2 separate regions of the Manis pentadactyla genome follow, and region 1 is linked to region 2. A link is a contact called in public Hi-C data. All regions are on one chromosome and are shown on one strand. Each heading gives the region's core, a stretch centred on a gene start, on an enhancer-like site or on the middle of the called end of the contact. The rest is flanking DNA. Distances are from core to core; before and after follow the strand shown.

The links. Hi-C and Micro-C count contacts between places; a contact is called where the count stands out from the background.
Region 1: a Hi-C map of blood shows a contact between it and region 2, with 3 times the contacts expected there. The contact joins the promoter of UCN3 here to the promoter of LOC118913919 in region 2. A contact is called at or near these places in 3 of 3 Hi-C or Micro-C datasets (blood, fibroblasts and skin fibroblasts).

The regions. Positions count from the first base shown.
Region 1 is chr3:93,038,135-93,042,702 of mManPen7.hap1, reverse strand. UCN3 (urocortin 3) reads right to left here and starts at 2,187. Exons shown (of 2, transcript XM_036888279.1): 1 at 1,955-2,187.
Region 2 is chr3:92,758,606-92,762,636 of mManPen7.hap1, reverse strand. LOC118913919 (malignant T-cell-amplified sequence 1-like) reads left to right here and starts at 1,768. Exons shown (of 1, transcript XM_036888276.2): 1 at 1,768-2,537. The coding sequence starts at 1,844. The coding sequence ends at 2,389.

The DNA.
Region 1 (4,568 bases), core at 938-3,437, 280 kb before region 2:
TCAGAATTCAGTCCATCTCTGAGCTCCTCAGAACTGCGTGCCAAATTCCCAGAGGACATTGTACAGGGTGTTGGCTGTCTCTATGGAACAATGGCCTTATCCTATCTTTAAATGCTGTGCTCAATCACCAGATGTTAAGCTTTGCTGTTTTACTGAGGATCCAGATCGTAGTGTGAATTGTGGCTCTAGCTGTCTTACCCTGTGGAGGCTCTGAAAGTTTGGGAGCAATTTCAAAGGGCTTGTTTAGCCTGAAAGGATTAAAAAATAAATAAAAACCGATTCACAGAAAAAAGGGCCGATGCTGGCAGAACGGCTTTGAAGAGGCCCATCTCTCTATCAGTCCCTCTGTCCCTGTCCCTTTTACAGACTGGACTCTGTCTTGCCTCCCACTCATTAGCTCCCCAACTAACTGCCCTGGGTCCCCGTGTTTCCATCTGTATATCAGGGCCTGAGTCCCAGATCCTCTCTCTGTCTTTTGTTTAGCTTTGTTTAGGGTTCAGTGTTAAAGGAGGAACATCTCCACAGGACATGCTCTGCTGTGCTCTGAAGTCTACTTCCTAGGCACTTTTTCCTCTTACACTCATTGGATTCTTTTGCCATCATCGCTGGCAAAGGTTAACACAAAGGTTAAGGCTTTTTCTGTTGCTGGCCGCAAAGAGGTGACCCCATCTATTAGATTTCAGGGGGAAGCTCTCCACTGAGTCTGCTCCATCTGAAACCTGAAGCTCACTTGCTTTTGGGCCTCTAGGAGCTTCCAAGGTTCGCACTCCCTCCCTGGAGCTGCAGCAGAGTCACGCCCTAGGATGCAAGCTGGTGGGGATCAGACTGAAACTGAGCACCTAGGAGGGAAGAGGGTGGCGGGCAGAGGGTGGGCCATGAGCCAGAGGATGCCAGAGGCCTCCCCCACTTTACTCAGTTCATCTGCAAACTAGGAAGAAGTTGAGTTAAAAAACATTTTATAAAACCCTGGCTGTAGGACCTAGGGAACCTTTAAGCATTTCAACAGGTATTCTTGTAATGAGATGTTTTCTAGACTCTGGAGGTATTTATGTGTAACACACACACTCACTCACACAGATGTACAGAATTCTAACAATTCATCCTCAAAGTGAACAGTGAGGGCTCATACATGACGGAGTTATCCCCTAGGGAGGGAGGAACAGCCAGAGAAAGTTGATATGTTTCAAATAACACTGATTCTCGGCAGTCTTCATATTCATTTCCTTATCTCAGCCATTCTGGGTGTATATGTATGTCCCTGTGTGTGTGCATGCGCCAGGTTGCTACATTTGAGAACACTGTAGACACATTTTCTCAGAAAGCTTGGACGTCAAACATCTCTTGTTATGGTTCCTCCCTTCACAGGGAGTACCTGTTCATTACAGGTATCTGGCCCCTTCCTCTGGTGCCCCAGCATAGCCAGGGGGAAGGACTCTGTGCTCTAGGGGCAGAGGACCTGGGTTGGAGAACCCCCCACCCTCCCAGTTGCCATGTCCCTGGAAGGAGATACCACCTGCCTCCCAGGTATGTGGAGGGAAGGAATGCAGATGTTATGGCTGTAGACTCTGCAGCTAAGTGGCCAGTGTAGGCATCCTGCCAGCATGGGGAATAATGTCCCCTAGTTTCAACTCTTCACCCCAAGTCTGTTTGCAAACAGGCTTGTCATGTTCACAGCCAAACTTTGCTCAGAAAAGTGCATTTGTTTGAGCCCATTCTGCCTCCCCTCTTCTACCTTTTGCACAGCAGTTATCTCCCAACACAGGGAGGGTCTCTTGGCCACCTAAGAAGCATCTCCCTGGTGTCTTGGGGGCCGGTTTCTCCTTCTTTAACATGCAGCCATGGTGCTCAGCACTGTGCCCCTCAGCGGGCACCCTCATCTCTCCCCCAACCCCTCCTGCCTCAGTTAAGACAAGTGAATGTATCCTTCATGAAGAAGTCCCCAGCCAAGACTCACCTGAGAGTGTGGCCTTCTCTCCGGAGTGGAAATGCTCACTGAGGCGGCTGCAGTTCAGGACCAGGAGGTGGGCCCCAGGGACATCCCCCAGAACTTCTGTGTCCGCTGGGTCACGGCTCCTTCTTGTATTGTTCCTAAGTGGGCTGTGAGACTTCCTCTCTATGGAAACCACTCCGCTCCCTCGAGCATATATATAAAAGTGACAGATCACAGGGAGGCTTGTAATTCCAGACGTTGTGTCTACACGGGGATGCAATTTCGTTTAAAATACAACCACACGAGCTGCCTGTATCATGGAGATGACAGGCACTGTGCATCCTTGACCCCTCCTACCTGCGTCCCCACCCACCCTCCCATTACCTCCTGCCTTCCCTCCTGCCCAGCAACTTGCTTCGCTGATGAACAGAAAGAACAGTATTAAACTGAGAAGCAGCCTCTGAAGATTTCACTGCTGATCAAAGTTCCTACTAATCTCAGCTTTCCTACATCCCATCACTCTACACCTCCCTTTAGAAAGCTGGAGCCAGGACCCCTTTGAAAGTAGAGAAGGTAGCCTGAAGCTATCTCTTGTCCTATAAATCTCATGGGTCCTGACCTGCAGTGTTATCTCAAGCTACCCACACAAACGGGCAGGCACAAAGTACCTAATTTTTTGATGGAAATCACTTGAATTTTACCCACTTTTGTTCGTCCATCTGATGAATATATTTTGAGAACCTGTGCATACCAGGTATTGCCAGGGCACTCAGGAATTCAAAGAAGTAAGTTGAGGCCCCTGCTCTTCCCGGGCACTTGCAAGTTGGAAATATATGTAAAAACAGCCTAATTTCAGCATGGCCAGTGCCGTCCTACAGAAGGAGTACCCTTGTCCTGGAGACTCAGAACAGGTGGCATGTGCCAGGGAGGAGAGCAGAGGTTCAGACAGAGGAAGAAGAGAGGCGCCAGTGGAAGGAGGGTGGGCAGTGGTGGTTGGAAGGCCAGGTCACACTGGAAAGAGCCAGAACTGGGCCTGGGGATCTGGATTGCATTCCAAATGTAATGGTGTAGGTGGAGGGGAATTGAGGCAGGTGATGCCCTGATTTTCCAGAAGAGGGCATGGGCTATGAGAGGAGTGACACACAGGGGACCACAGAGGCACTTGGGGACAGTTGAATGAAACTCCAGGCCTCAGGTGTGCCCAGGGCTCTTTTCCTATCCACCCTGAACCTTGGTCTGAACCCATGTTTTCCCCTGGCCTTCAGGCAAGATCTCAGCTTCTGTCCTAGAGGGGCACTCTTATCTCCTGAAATCCCTCTAGATGAAAGGGTGAGTGGATTTCTGGAATGATCAAAGCTCTCTAATACTCATGGGTATTTTGCGGGACAAATGGAAAGCGCTTGTGGAGAAGGACCCCGAGACTTCACATGGATGAGGTGGGAGCCGTCAGCCCCTTGGCCCATTCTGGGTTGGCTCTGGGACTGGCAAAAGTTCCCATGAGCTGTCAGTGTGTGAGTGGACAGGGCTCCACGTGGGGCCCTCACAGAGCTGGGCCAGGAGTGAGGTGTGGTCCTAACAGTAACTTCCTTGGAGAGTAAAGCCTCAAGAAGCAGTCCATTTGCTTTATAATTTGAAGACTGCATCTGGCTACATCTGATGGAGGATTGGAAAGAGTCTTGGACAGAAAGAGAGTGATTAGTGAGCAAAACCTCCTAGGGTGGCCTTTCCAGTAAATGATGATTTCCCTTCCCACTCTGCATGTGGTATTCTGCTACTCTGGCACTCTGCTCTGGCCTTGGTGAACCATTGTATCTTCTATGCCAGCATTAGAGAATGTTGTTTAGGGATGAGACTATTCTGCAGAGAGTATGTGGAGGGCCAAGGTTTTAAGAGAAAGCTGATCAGCATCATATATGAATAGAAATGGCTCATTTCCCCAAAGTGCTCAGAGCACTTACACATAATAAAGTAATTATTGTCTCAACTCCTGAGCTAGACAGTAAAAGAAAAAGACAGGAAAAGGGAATTAGGGAATCATAGGGCTTGATTTGTAGGAGAGAGGTTTTGCCTTGCCGTCAGGAAAGAGTTCCCACTTCTGCCTCTGTTGCTGGCTTGGTCATCTGGTTGTGACTGTCACATTCTCCGCTCCTGTTTCCTGTTTTATAAAATGTAGATTAGTGTACCTCCCCAATTTTTCCAACAAGGCTGATGTCAAGATAGTAGTTGTAGGAAGTTGGTAAAGTTTTACATGCACACAAGACTATTATTGTCACCCTGATTGTTCCAACCTCCCCTTATTTTCCCTGACTGATTTTTAGTTGACTTGGCAGTTTTTAGAGGATGTGTGTGAATCTCCCATTGTTTGTGGATCTGTCACTTTCTTCTTGTGGATCTGTCAGTTTTTCTTTTTATAGTTGGAGTGTTGGGTACACAAAAATGGTCCCCTTTATCATTTTGCTGTAAACCCCTTCTTGCCCAGTAACACTTTTTGTCTTAAAATCTGCCTTAATAGCTACTCCAGTTTTCTGTTGGTTAACATTTGCATAGTGTATTTTTTCCAGTCTTTTCTGTGTCAAAATTCTTTTATATTAATTTAAATTAATATATTTAAATATAATTTAATATAATTTAAATAGTA
Region 2 (4,031 bases), core at 519-3,018:
ACAACTCAAATGTTCTAAGCAGTAATTCAAGCAACTCTCACCCATCACTAGGAGATGAGTATTCTTGTTAACACTTTCAAAATGAATAAACTGAAGCACAGGCAAATTCAGTAACTTTCAGGATTTCAATGCAGTAAGTGATGAAGCAGGATGCACTTCGGGATTCTAGGATCAGCACACATCCACACTGCCTCATTTAGGATAGGATGTTCTTGCGATGGTTAATTTTATTTGTCAACTTGACTGGTCCATGGGGTGCCCAGATATTTGGTCAAATGTGATTTGGGTATTTCTGTGAGGGTGTTTTGGATGAGCTTTACATTTTAATTGGCAGAGTAATGCAAATTGCCCTCCCCAATGTGGACAGAACTCATCCCCTCAGTTGAATAGAACAAGAAGGCTAAGTTCTCCCCTGAGTAAGAAGGAATTCCTTCTGCCTAACTGCCTGTGAGCTGGGACATTGGTCTACTCCTACCTTTGGACTTGGACCCAGACTGGAATTTACACCATCAGCTCTCCTGGTCCTCAGGCCTTCAGATTTGAACTGAATTACACCACTGGCTCTCCTGGGTTTCCAGGTTATCATTGGCTATTTATGTTGGGACTTCTCAGCCTCTATAATCGTGTTAGCCAATTCCTTACTTTATAATATATGTATATGTTCATTGGAGAGACATGTCCACACAGCAAAGATTTGCCCTTATTCTTTTCACGCAGCACTTTCAGGGAAAACAGAAGGCCCAGATTTGGGAGAGGATGAAGCATTCTTTCACCCATTCATCTGTCACTTAATGGTGCATTATGAAACAAATTCTGTGCTGGGTGAAAAGACAGAGATAAAATACACAATTCCTACCCTTAGGGGCCTCACACTATGATGACAAGCAAAATCTACAAGGATATAATACTGATTAACAGGGTGATTTCCATATTAATCAAATGGGTGTGGACTTAATAACGAAACGTCACAATACATGAACCCAGAGCTGAAGAACTGAGAAGAGAAACAGATTCATAATCATAGTTGGAGACTTCAGTGTGCCGCTCTGTAACTGACAGAACGAGAGAAAAAACAGTAAGGACAGAGGAGACCTGAGCAAGTCTACCCACCAACGGGACATCTTTGTCACATATAGGCACTGGGTCCAAACAAAGCAGAATGCACATGCTTTTCTGGAGCGCTGGGAACATTCACCAAGAGAAGGCGTATTCTGGGCGGTACGATGAGTTTGGATATGTTCAAAAGGATTGAAATCCTAAAACGTTTGGATTTCTCCGGACTCCTCTCTGGAGCAGGTGGAGGGTACTCAGAAGGTTGCATTCAGGAGTGACAGCCAGCAAATGTCTCCGAGTGTGCGACCCTGAGCCACGAGATGTCAGAGGCTGCGGGATGCGTCAGGGGAAGAAGGCGAAAGGGTCACTCCTGGCGGTGACCACCCGGCGCGCAGAGGCACAGCTGCACAGCGGCGTTCCCGGTTTCCGGCGGGGGTAATTGGGCGGACCACGACCACGGTTCTACTTCCCGTAATAAAAAAAAAGAGGCAGCCCCTCCCTCTTCCCTTGCCGCAACTGGAGGGCCTGCTCCGTCACCTCCCCTCCTGAGCCCCTCCTCTCACCTACGCGCTCCGCCAAGATCGGTGGAGCCCGCCCAAGCGCCGCAGCTCTTCCGCAAGGAGCGGAAGTAGATTTCACGTCGAGCCGTAAAGCGCGCTCCCTTCCGGTTAGCGACAGCCGCTCCGACCGCTCCAGCCGGCGTCCTCGGTAAGCTTCTCCGCCGGACCGCGCCTCTTCTGCCTCTTCCCACTCCGGGCCCTTAACTGCCGTCGCGCCTTCACCTCGGATCATGTTCAAGAAATTTGATGAGAAAGAAAATGTGACCAACTGCATCCAGTTGAAAACCTCAGTTATTAAGGGTATTAAGAACCAGTTGATAGAGCAATTTCCAGGTATTGAACCATGGCTTAATCAAATAATGCCTAAGAAAGATCCGGTCAAAATAGTGCGATGCCACGAACATGTAGAGATCCTCACAGTGAATGGAGAGTTACTCTTTTTTAGACAAAGAGAGGGGCCGTTTTATCCAACTTTAAGGCTGCTTCACAAATACCCTTTCATTCTGCCGCACCAGCAGGTTGATAAAGGAGCCATCAAGTTTGTACTCAGTGGAGCAAATGTCATGTGTCCGGGCTTAACTTCTCCCGGAGCCCAGCTCTACCCCGCTGCCGCCGATACGATTGTTGCAATCATGGCAGAAGGAAAACAGCATGCTCTCTGTGTTGGAGTCATGAAGATGTCTGCAGAAGATATTGAGAAGGTCAACAAAGGAATTGGCATTGAAAATATCCATTATTTAAACGACGGGCTGTGGCATATGAAGACATATAAATGAGCCTGAGGAGGAATGCGCTTGGACTAATTATGGACTTTGTGCTCTGTTTTGTGTCCCTTTGTGATAGCATGAAAATAATACCTCTGTTTTGCTGAATAAATTCAACAGAGGCTTTAAAAAAGAGACAAAGTAAAGATTTAGAACAAATCCATATGTCTGTCTCTGTGTCATTGAGTGAGTACATGTGAGTAGGTGTATATGTGTGTGTGTTTTGGGGTGAGTGTTTCCAGAGGGGTGATTAGTGTAGACTTGCTGTCTTGTCTGTTAAGATATCAGCTCAAATACAAGTAAAATATCTAGTAGAAAAATAGATTTTAAAGTCAAGAGCATACAGTTCACAGACAAACCTAAAATGGTGAGTGAAGAGTTGAGGGAAAGGAAATGACCAGAAAGGGGCCCTGAACAGCTCCATTAATGTGCATGTGTATGGGACAAGAAGATTTGAAGCTTGAACAAGTGTACTAGAAGCAGAAAATCCAGTCGAAAGTGTGCATACAGCAGGCATTGATTTTCCACCCAATACACTGCCCCCTCCCTCCTTGCTGGCAGAACTGTCCATCCCTTTTCTACATGAATCAGGAAAATGCTGATTAGTCTAGGCCCATCATGGTAGTCTATTTACTATAAATTTGATTAATTTATAAGTGGGCATGGGACCTGTGACCCAGTAGGATCATCTCTACTTAGGAACTCTTAGGAAGATGGGGGTCTTTTCTTACATGGTTTTGAATCATTTATAAATGGGTATGTGACCTGTGTCAGGAGGGTCTGCTAAAAGATTTCTGGAGTTTTCAGGCTTTCAAAAGGGCATGGGGATAAACAGTCTCCCTACTTTGGATGAACACTGTGACACGACCAAAATGCTAAAGACTGAGAGATCTCTGAAATAAAAGGATTTATGGGGCTGTTACAAATGCTAGCCAGAAAAAGGACAGAATCGTGGGACAAGAAGTTCCTGCTTCACCGGCAACAAGGCCAGTTAACAGAAGCAACAGATCACCAAACTCCAGAAACATGGATCATTCAAAGAGTCTCAAGGAAAGTAAGTTGTTTAAATTTATGTTGGCAAAGATAAGGAAGGTGACCTAACTCAAAGTGGGGTAAGTCTGGGGATAGGTAGGTAGTCCATAGAGAAAGCTTGTGGGTTGATTGTTGATGACTTTCAGGGACTGTTCACACATAAGAGGGATTCAAGGTTTCTGGGGGCGTCCTAGATAATTTTTGAGATGTCTTTGTAGGGAAAATGGAAATTCTGTGGTGTGTATCCTAACCTGATCCTAATCTACTCACCCACTTTATATGCAATAATGTAACACTTAGGCTACTGAGCAGGTGCATGCTTGCATACCCATTGACAATAAGCCATTATTGCCTGTGTTGCTATAAAAAGAGCTTCACCTGGTGCTAAGAGTGGAGGAGAGCAGAGCTGGGTCAGCACAGTGCCTGAGGCAAAGATGGCAATGGGTAGGATTCTAGTGCTTGACCTGTCACCTTGAGAGTGAAGCTTGGTATAAACCCTTTTACTCACAATGTTCTGTTTTTTTTTTTTTTGTAATTCGGTCTTACCGAATCCAGAGTGAAGCTGCCTGGAGCTGGGAGGCCTCTCCGGCCCAGAGCTACATTTCATACAGGCACGTGGAGT